Linked DNA regions of Capsicum annuum: region 2 is linked to region 1. The links are chromatin contacts, called in public Hi-C maps. All regions are on one chromosome and are shown on one strand. Each heading gives the region's core, a stretch centred on a gene start, on an enhancer-like site or on the middle of the called end of the contact. The rest is flanking DNA. Distances are from core to core; before and after follow the strand shown. Region 1 holds the start of LOC107863392 (subtilisin-like protease SBT1.3). Region 2 overlaps LOC124896760 (a long non-coding RNA gene).

What was found. Hi-C and Micro-C count contacts between places; a contact is called where the count stands out from the background.
Region 2: a Hi-C map of pericarp shows a contact between it and region 1, with 2.0 times the contacts expected there. The contact joins the enhancer-like site here to the promoter of LOC107863392 in region 1. A contact is called at or near these places in 4 of 5 Hi-C or Micro-C datasets (bud, leaf, pericarp and 1 more).

Annotation. Positions count from the first base shown.
Region 1 is chr3:200,391,058-200,395,024 of UCD10Xv1.1, reverse strand. It overlaps LOC107863392 (subtilisin-like protease SBT1.3), which reads right to left and starts at 1,276. Exons shown (of 1, transcript XM_016709286.2): 1 at 1-1,276. The coding sequence starts at 923.
Region 2 is chr3:200,443,706-200,447,901 of UCD10Xv1.1, reverse strand. LOC124896760 (a long non-coding RNA gene) reads left to right here. Exons shown (of 3, transcript XR_007053195.1): 3 at 2,147-3,505. Among protein-coding and RNA genes, the nearest start is that of LOC124896761, 2.8 kb to the left of the region's middle. Within about 2 kb of position 2,336, at least 1 of the 5 cell types and tissues checked has an H3K27ac peak or open chromatin away from gene starts, as enhancers often do. A contact at or near this core is called in pericarp, where this site is marked.

The sequences.
Region 1 (3,967 bases), core at 27-2,526:
GACAAACTGTCACGATTATAAGACGAAACTCCACCACCCAAAGAGATAGACAAAACATTTACTCCATCAGCTACAGCTTGATCAACAGCAGAAAGTATATCCGAACTAAAACACCCACCCACCCAGCACACCTTGTAAGCTGAAACCCTCGCACCGGGGGCCATTCCTCGGGCAGTACCATAAGCATAACCCAAAAGATTGGCTCCACGAACTACAGACCCCGCAACTGTTCCAGCAGTATGAGTGCCATGCCCATCTTGATCTCGTGCTGATTTGTACTCATCCCTTTCATTTATTTTACCAGAAGATGATTCATACCCCCGGTAAAATACTCTAGCACCAACAATTTTCTTGCTACAGTGATGCTTCTCAAAACCACGCCCTGTTTCACATGCGCCTTTCCAGTGAGCTGGAACATCTGTCATTCCAGTATCATTAAAACTTGGACTTTCTGGCCAAATTCCAGTATCAAGAACACCCACAATTACATTGTGGTCCGAAAATCTATCAGACCACAACTTGTTGCTGTCCTCTCGGTCGAGGCCAAGAAACATAGGACTTCTAGTGGTATGCAACTCATATTTAATCTCAGGAAAAACAGCTAAAACCCCATATTGTTCTTGTAATCTTTTCACTTCTTCCTCACTAAGCTGAGCAGCAACTCCATGAAATGCAGTCTGGTAGCTGTAAAGTATCCTTTCTTCTTCGTCTCCTGCAGTTTCTAGTGATTTTACTAGTACAGATTTTACTAGTGATGAATACCATTTAACATGGTCAATGAAAACATCTGGCTTTGCCCGTTTATCCATTTGGATGATGTAAGTTTTCTTTGTGTTTCGCATGTTACTAGCACATAGTGCTAGGTTGATTGACAGACACATTGATACAAAGAAAAACAAGAATTTCACTGGTATTCCAGCCATGGAAAAGGGGAATGGAGAGTTAGGAATGAAGAAGAGAGGTGTGTGAATAATGCTTATCTGAGAGTGTGTCGGTGTGTTAGCTAGTGGAGTATTCAATATTTTAGCAGAAAGGATGGGCCATTAATGTGTCTTCTTGTGCAGGAAATAAAGAAGGTGGTTGTTTTCATGAATAATGGTAAAGCTTTTATTGTGAAAGTAGAGCTGGCTCGAGTGGGTTAAAGTTGTAGTTATGGTCCATCATCCATGTGTTGCATGGTTAAATGCTGGATGTTTATTCAAAGATACATTTTAATCTTCCTATTGAGTTTGTGGAAACTACTTGTGAGTAATATAAACATATACAATATATTTTCATAAGGTGGGATTTGAGAAAAATAAAGCGTATTCAATTTGTATTTGGTTAATTTCATATTAGTTGGTCCCTATTGACTTACAAACTTTATAAGAAATTTTTTATTAGATGTATATTTTACTAAACTAACATTATTAACGATGATTTGAAACTCCAAAAATAATTATTACTACTTTATATAGTTATTTAATATTAACGATAATACAATAAAAAATAAAAAGGATCTCATTAATTTGCGAGAATAGACAAATAAATTGAAAAATCTATTTTTTTTTAGTAAAGAGATCAAGTAAAATGGAATGGAGAGAATATTAACACACTTACCATAATTTGTCTCCAGAAAATGTCATATATAAAAATAATTTAATTTTAAAATTCTCGTTTTATTCTTAAAGACAAAGTCATCGATAGGCACTCAAACTTGTTGCCAAAATTCACTTAGACACCTAAACTAAGGCCTGTTTCTATCAGACCCCAAAATTCCCCACATTTTGTTCCAATTGAGCATTTTTTTCGCTGTTCTCATCAGCTTGTTCGCGCGTGTCTCCAAACGCAACTGATGTGGAAAGTTGTCCACATAAAACTCTCCACGTGGATAAACTAAATCCACATATACTTATTACATTTTAAATGAAAAAAATCATTTTGGCCGTTTGTTTTTCTCTCCCCGTTAACTCTCTCTCAGATAACCCTAAAATTAACCCTAATTTAACGAAAATTCCACTCAAATTGAAGGAGAAATTTGGGGGTTTTCCACAGATCTTCCTTGTGTAACTGTTATTATGATTTATATTTATTAAATTTTGTTGAATTTTAGCATATTTCAGATTTTAGGGTTTTGAAATTTCACTGTTAGGGCTGTGATTTTACGAATATTCCGTCTCTTTTTTAACATGCATTAAAGGTTGTAGCTTTTAGCTTATTGGTGTGTACTTTGAGTATATTCCGTTAACTAACTTTGAATTCTTACGCTTTTGTTGCAGGTGACGTAACAAATAGAGATAATATTCACAAAATTTTCCGTAGGGGATCTATTTTCAACAAGGGTGTCCCTACATATGTTGCAAGTTGTGTGCCAGAGCTAAGGTATATTAACAAGGACCACTTTTCCATGCTGGAATTATTATTTTATACTAAAGAATTTGGGTATGACACTGTTAGGGGTTCTATTATCAAGATGCAGTAACTAAGCAGTTCAACTTGGTGAAGAGTGATAGACATTTTGTTGAACTATTTAAAGACTTAAAACATGAGGACTCTATTGATTTTTATGTCTATCATGTTTTTGATGAACCAATTCTTGACCCTGATGGTCCCACTGGTTTTTAACCTGCACCTGATATTATTGAGTGTGCAGACCTAGAAAGAGAAAGTGTTGGTATTGATGATAGTGCTAACATAGAGATGGAATCTGTTGGAGTAGAGAAAGAGATGGAGGCTGATATAAAAGATTTTAACCTAGAAGATGTTGAGATAGAGAATGTTAACTTAGGTAAAGAGAGGGAGACTCATGTAGAAGATGGTGTAGAAGAAGGTGATGAGGCTAATATAGAAGATATCCATGTAGAAGATGTTAACCTAGAAGATTTTGGTGTAGAAGGAGGTGATGAAGCTGATGTACAAGATATTCATGCAGAAGATGTTAATAGGCTAGCAAATAAGTTGTCAGATTACTTGAGTAGTGATTCAGATCTTGGAGATATTCCTTCAGAAGATGGCTTAGATGTTGATGAGGAGTTGAGGGCATTTAGACAAGAAAGAAGGATAAACAAAGCTAAAAGAAAGAAAGAAATCAAAAAGCAAAAAAAAAGGCTGTTGAAATTGAACAAGTACCTGTGGGAGTTGCTGGTTGTGTAGATAGCGGCTATGGGGATATTGGTAATAATAAGGCTAGCAAATATTTTGGAAAGTTGGGTGGAGATGAGGAATATCTTGATAGTTCTGATTATTGGAGTGAAGATAGTGATGTAGATGCTGTTAGAGGAGTAGATCTACCTAGAAGAAGAATAAGTAAGAAAACTAGGTATGATAAAAATTGTGAGTTTTCTGTGTTTGAGCTTGGGATGATTTTTGAGGGTGTAAAATAGTTTAGAAAAGCTGTTGCAGATTATGCTGTAGAGTATAGAAGGCAGTTGAAGTTAAAATCTAATGAAAAAAATAGAATAAGGGTGAAGTGCATTGTAGCCAATTGCAACTAGTTGCTGTTTGGTTCTACTGATAGGGATTCAGGTGATTTTATTGTGAAAAACTATAACCCTATTCACAAGTGTATACCTCTAAACATGAACAAGATGTGTGATTCAAAGCTGGTTGCTAGAAAGTTCAAGGAGAGAATTATTTCTCAGCCATACATTAGGATTTAGGAAATTCAGGATTTGGTAAGAGAGGTGTTGGGTCTTTATGTAGGTAAAACTATTTGTTTTAGGGCTAAATAGATTATTATGAGGGAGAATATGAGAGATTGGAAGCTGAAATTTATCAGATTATGTGACTATGCAGATATGATCAAGATAACAAATCCTGGAAGCTCTTGTTGGATAAAAATTGACAAAAAAACTAAACCAGGGAAGAACCTCTTTGTTTATTTCTATGTGTGCTTTCATGCCTTCAAGCAAGGATGGTTAGATGAGTGTAGGAAAATTATTGGTTTTGGTGGATAGTTTCTAAAAGGAGCTTGTAGGGGTGAGTTATT
Region 2 (4,196 bases), core at 1,087-3,586, 52 kb before region 1:
CGCCATACACATCATCATATCCACTCGACAAAGACCCAATATGCCCATTGAAATCTCCTCCCACGAAAAACTTCTCAGTGATTGGGACGCCCCCTTACCACCTCATCCAAAACTTCCCAAAATCTCTTCTTCTTCTCCTTGTCCAAACCTACTTGTGGAGCATAGACACTAATAACGTTCACCGAAGACCCTCCAATGACCAACTTAATAGACATCAACCTATCACTAGCTCTCTTAACCTCCACCACCTGCTCCCTAAGATCCTCATCTACTAAGATACCTACCCAATTTCTATGTCTCACGCTATCTGAGTACCACAACATATATCCATCCACATCTCTCGCCTTAGTGCCTACCCATTTAATTTCCTGGACACACGCTATACTAACCCTCATCTTTCTAATAATCTTCACCAACTCCATAGACTTACCTTGAAGTGTCCCTATGTTCCAGGACCCAACTCTTAACCTAGAAGCACCCTTATCCCTCTCGCCCTACTCCCCCTCGCCCCCAACCCCAGGCCCACACCTAGACCTGATCTCCGCCCCAACCCCAACCTATGACATGACCTTAGTCCGCTATTTATCACCCTGACCACCACTCAAAAGAATACATTAGAAGAAAGTGAAGAACACAGGAGACAAAAACACGACGAGTAGAAGCAACGACAACCAAAACAGCTAAAAACAGCTAACTAGTCCAACAAAAAAATAGCAAACAAGGTTGCTACTTACAAGCAACAATAGGCACTATACTACCCACCCGAACAAATCAAGAACAACAGACAGGATAGCAAGATAGACAAATAGATAGAAAGCCTACACCAAATAAACTAGAAAGAAATAAACTAGAGAAGCAAGGCTACACCAATTAATTGTTATATACTATACATCTAAATTTTTTTTTCCTTTTTAAAAAGTACATATAGAGAAACTTGTTACGTCTTCTTTCAAAATATATCGTACAAAGTTGACATGTCCATAAAAAACGCTAATCAATCATAAAAATTATAACCATTAAAAATGATTTGATTGTCATTTACCGCACATACACGTTCTTTGCGTCTGATTAACATTTTGCTTATTATCACTCTTTTCATGGTGGAAGTTGAATGTCCTGACTTCAGATATATTATGTGTCACAAGATAATTTTGAATACTGTGCATTGATGTTTTTTTCCTGTAATCCTCAAATTATTTGAAAGGATTTGACATCCATTTTTGTTTGTCACCCAATAGTTATTTCTAATGGTTATACTCTATGTCTGACTGATGTTTTTGATGGGCATGTTAATTTTGTATGATATATTTTGAAAGTAGATGTAACAAGTTTCTCTATGTGTTCTTTAATTTTTTTTTTAATTGTATAGTATAAAATAATTAATGAGCATATACTCTATCCTCACGTCTAGTTATATAGTATATAATTTGTTTTGTATAACTCATATATTTTTAGCACCGTATTCATATTTCACATCACTGATAAAGTTATGCACTTATCTCACATACTTTAAGAGCTATATTCAATGGATAACTCACTGTAAAAGTTAGTTACTTATTTTATATTTGAATAACTCACATAATTAGTGAGTTTTATATGATAAAATAGAGGCATATGATAGTTTTATAAGATAAAAATAAATTTAAAAAATCAATTAGTGAGCTTTATAAAATCACATAATTAGTGAACTTTATAAAATCAAAATAGATTTTTGAAAAAAATATGTGAGTTTTTTTAAAAACATATAAATTAAAAAGGATAAATTAAATGCTCACATAATATGTGAGTTTTATAAAAATTCACATAAATTGTAAAAATAAATATAACTCACTTTTTTTTTGAATTATGTATAAATAAAAAAGGATAACTCACCTTTTTAGTGAGTTATATAACTTTCATTGACATAACTCACAAAAGAAAATGAGTTATATATATAACTCACTTTTTTTGAGTCATCTACAAATAAAATGGATAACTAACTCACTAAATAAGTGAGTTATACACTTTTTATGAGGATACTGTCGTTAGTCAAATTATTGTTAAAAAAATAAGATATAACTCACTTAAACAGTTATTTATTTTGATTACACATTATATATATATATATATATATGATATATTTTAATATTTTTTTTTAATTTGACAGCCTTCTTTAATTCCGGACTCTACATTGAGGGATCAGTGTATGCCAGACAAATGAGAGTCCAAGGAAAATTGCTGTTCTAATTTACTGTAACGGTTACTCTCTACATTGGATTCGGGGCGATGGCGACCATTATTGATGAAAATCTTTAGGATGATTGAGTCACAACCAATAATTGTACGAGGAACTATCCTATTTTTGCCACATGCAAAAGTGGATCCCATTTGCATACTTTACCTCCCACTCACCACCCACATCCGGTCAACCCCGCTTCTTTTTCATTTTCTTATTTCTTCAATTCCCAACCCAATATTCAACTCACAAATACAATTAAAAATTTAAAACTTAGCTCGATTTTTCCTTCAATTTACGGTACAAATACTTCTATTAAAAAATAAAATAAAAACAGAAAAAAGATTTTTTTTTTTAAAAGAAGCTCTAGTTTTTCTTATTCCTATCTATGAGTTTGCTTGTTAATTTTGGATCTACACCTCATTTTTTTTTAGTAATAATAGATTATAAATTTTTTTAAAAACTATTAAATACTATTTGTAAATAAAATAAATTTTTTATATAAAAAAAATTAAAAAAATTTAGAAGGAGTTTGGTATAGCTAGTATGTCTCAAGAAACTAATGCATTGATTATATTATTAATTAAAAAATAATTATCAGAAAAAAGCGATTATATAATTTAAAAAGTAAACTTTATAAACATAATTAATTTTTCTTAAAAGTTTAATGCCTCCATTCGATTTTGGCCTTAGGCCACGAATTCGCTTGAGCCGCCCCTGTGATCAGGTTATTAATTATTACATGTTATTTAAATAAATGATTTATATTTATTAAAAATAATCTTATCTGATTATTTTACATGTTGAAGTTAATAGAAACACACTAATTGAAGATTTTTGATTGGCGTTTCAGTTATTTTAATAGATAAGATGTTATCTACATTTTTTTATCAAATACATAAACTGCTTATTTTCAGCTTCAACATTTTTTTTATTTTTTTAATTATAAATTCAGCTCCAATATCTACAAAGTATTTTCAAGCACGTGCACCTAAAAATTATTTAAATTAGTCTCAATCAACCATATTTAATTCTACTATTGCTTTTTTAACATTCAGCGACGGATACATATTTCCAAAAATTTAATTAAAAAATGTTCAAAATTAAATAAATTTTCTTCTGATTTGCCGCATCAACCTTGTTTATTTCCTTTGTATGCAATTGCATGCTCTACTCTTTGGTTTGCTGTGGTTTTTAATTTAACTTTTCTTTGGTTACCAAAAGAATAATTACTCTCTCCATTTTAAAAAGAATAATCTATTTTTTTTAGTCTGTTTCAAAAAGACTAACCTTTTTTTATTTTTTGACAATACTTTAATTTTAATTTTCCACATGACATGTTTAAGATCACAAGATTAAAAAATATTTTGATACATTTGACACTACTTTAATTGAAGGCCATAAGATTCAAAAGTCTTTTTTATTTTCTTAAACTTTATTCTAAATCAAAGTAGGTTATTTTTTTTAAAACGGAGGAAGTATTTTTTTCACATTTCCAATTTCTAGAGAATTGCATTAGGTCATGATTGAACAAATAAGAAAATGAAAAAGAAGAGGGGTGACCAGTGGGCGGAAGAGGGGTACTGGGTAAGGGTTGTGACAATCGGACCCATTTTTCAAGTGTCAAAAATTAAGGGTAGGTCATATAGGAGAAATAATCCATTTATTAAGTATGACATTAATTAATACTCCCTCTATTTCATTTTATGTGTCGTCATTTGATCGAACATAAAATTTAAGAAAAAAAGGAAGATTTGGTAAAGTTGATCAAATTATCCTTTATAAAAAAATGTGCGAATATCTTTTGTTTTAATTAAGTGGGACCAATAAGGGTACAAGGGTAGTTGTGTCTTTAAAAAGTTGCCTAATAAGGAAAGACGACACTTATTTTGGGACGGACTAAAAAAAAAATGACACATAATTTGGGACGGAGGGAGTACTATGTTTGGTAGAATTTTGAATCAATGTATTACTAATACCA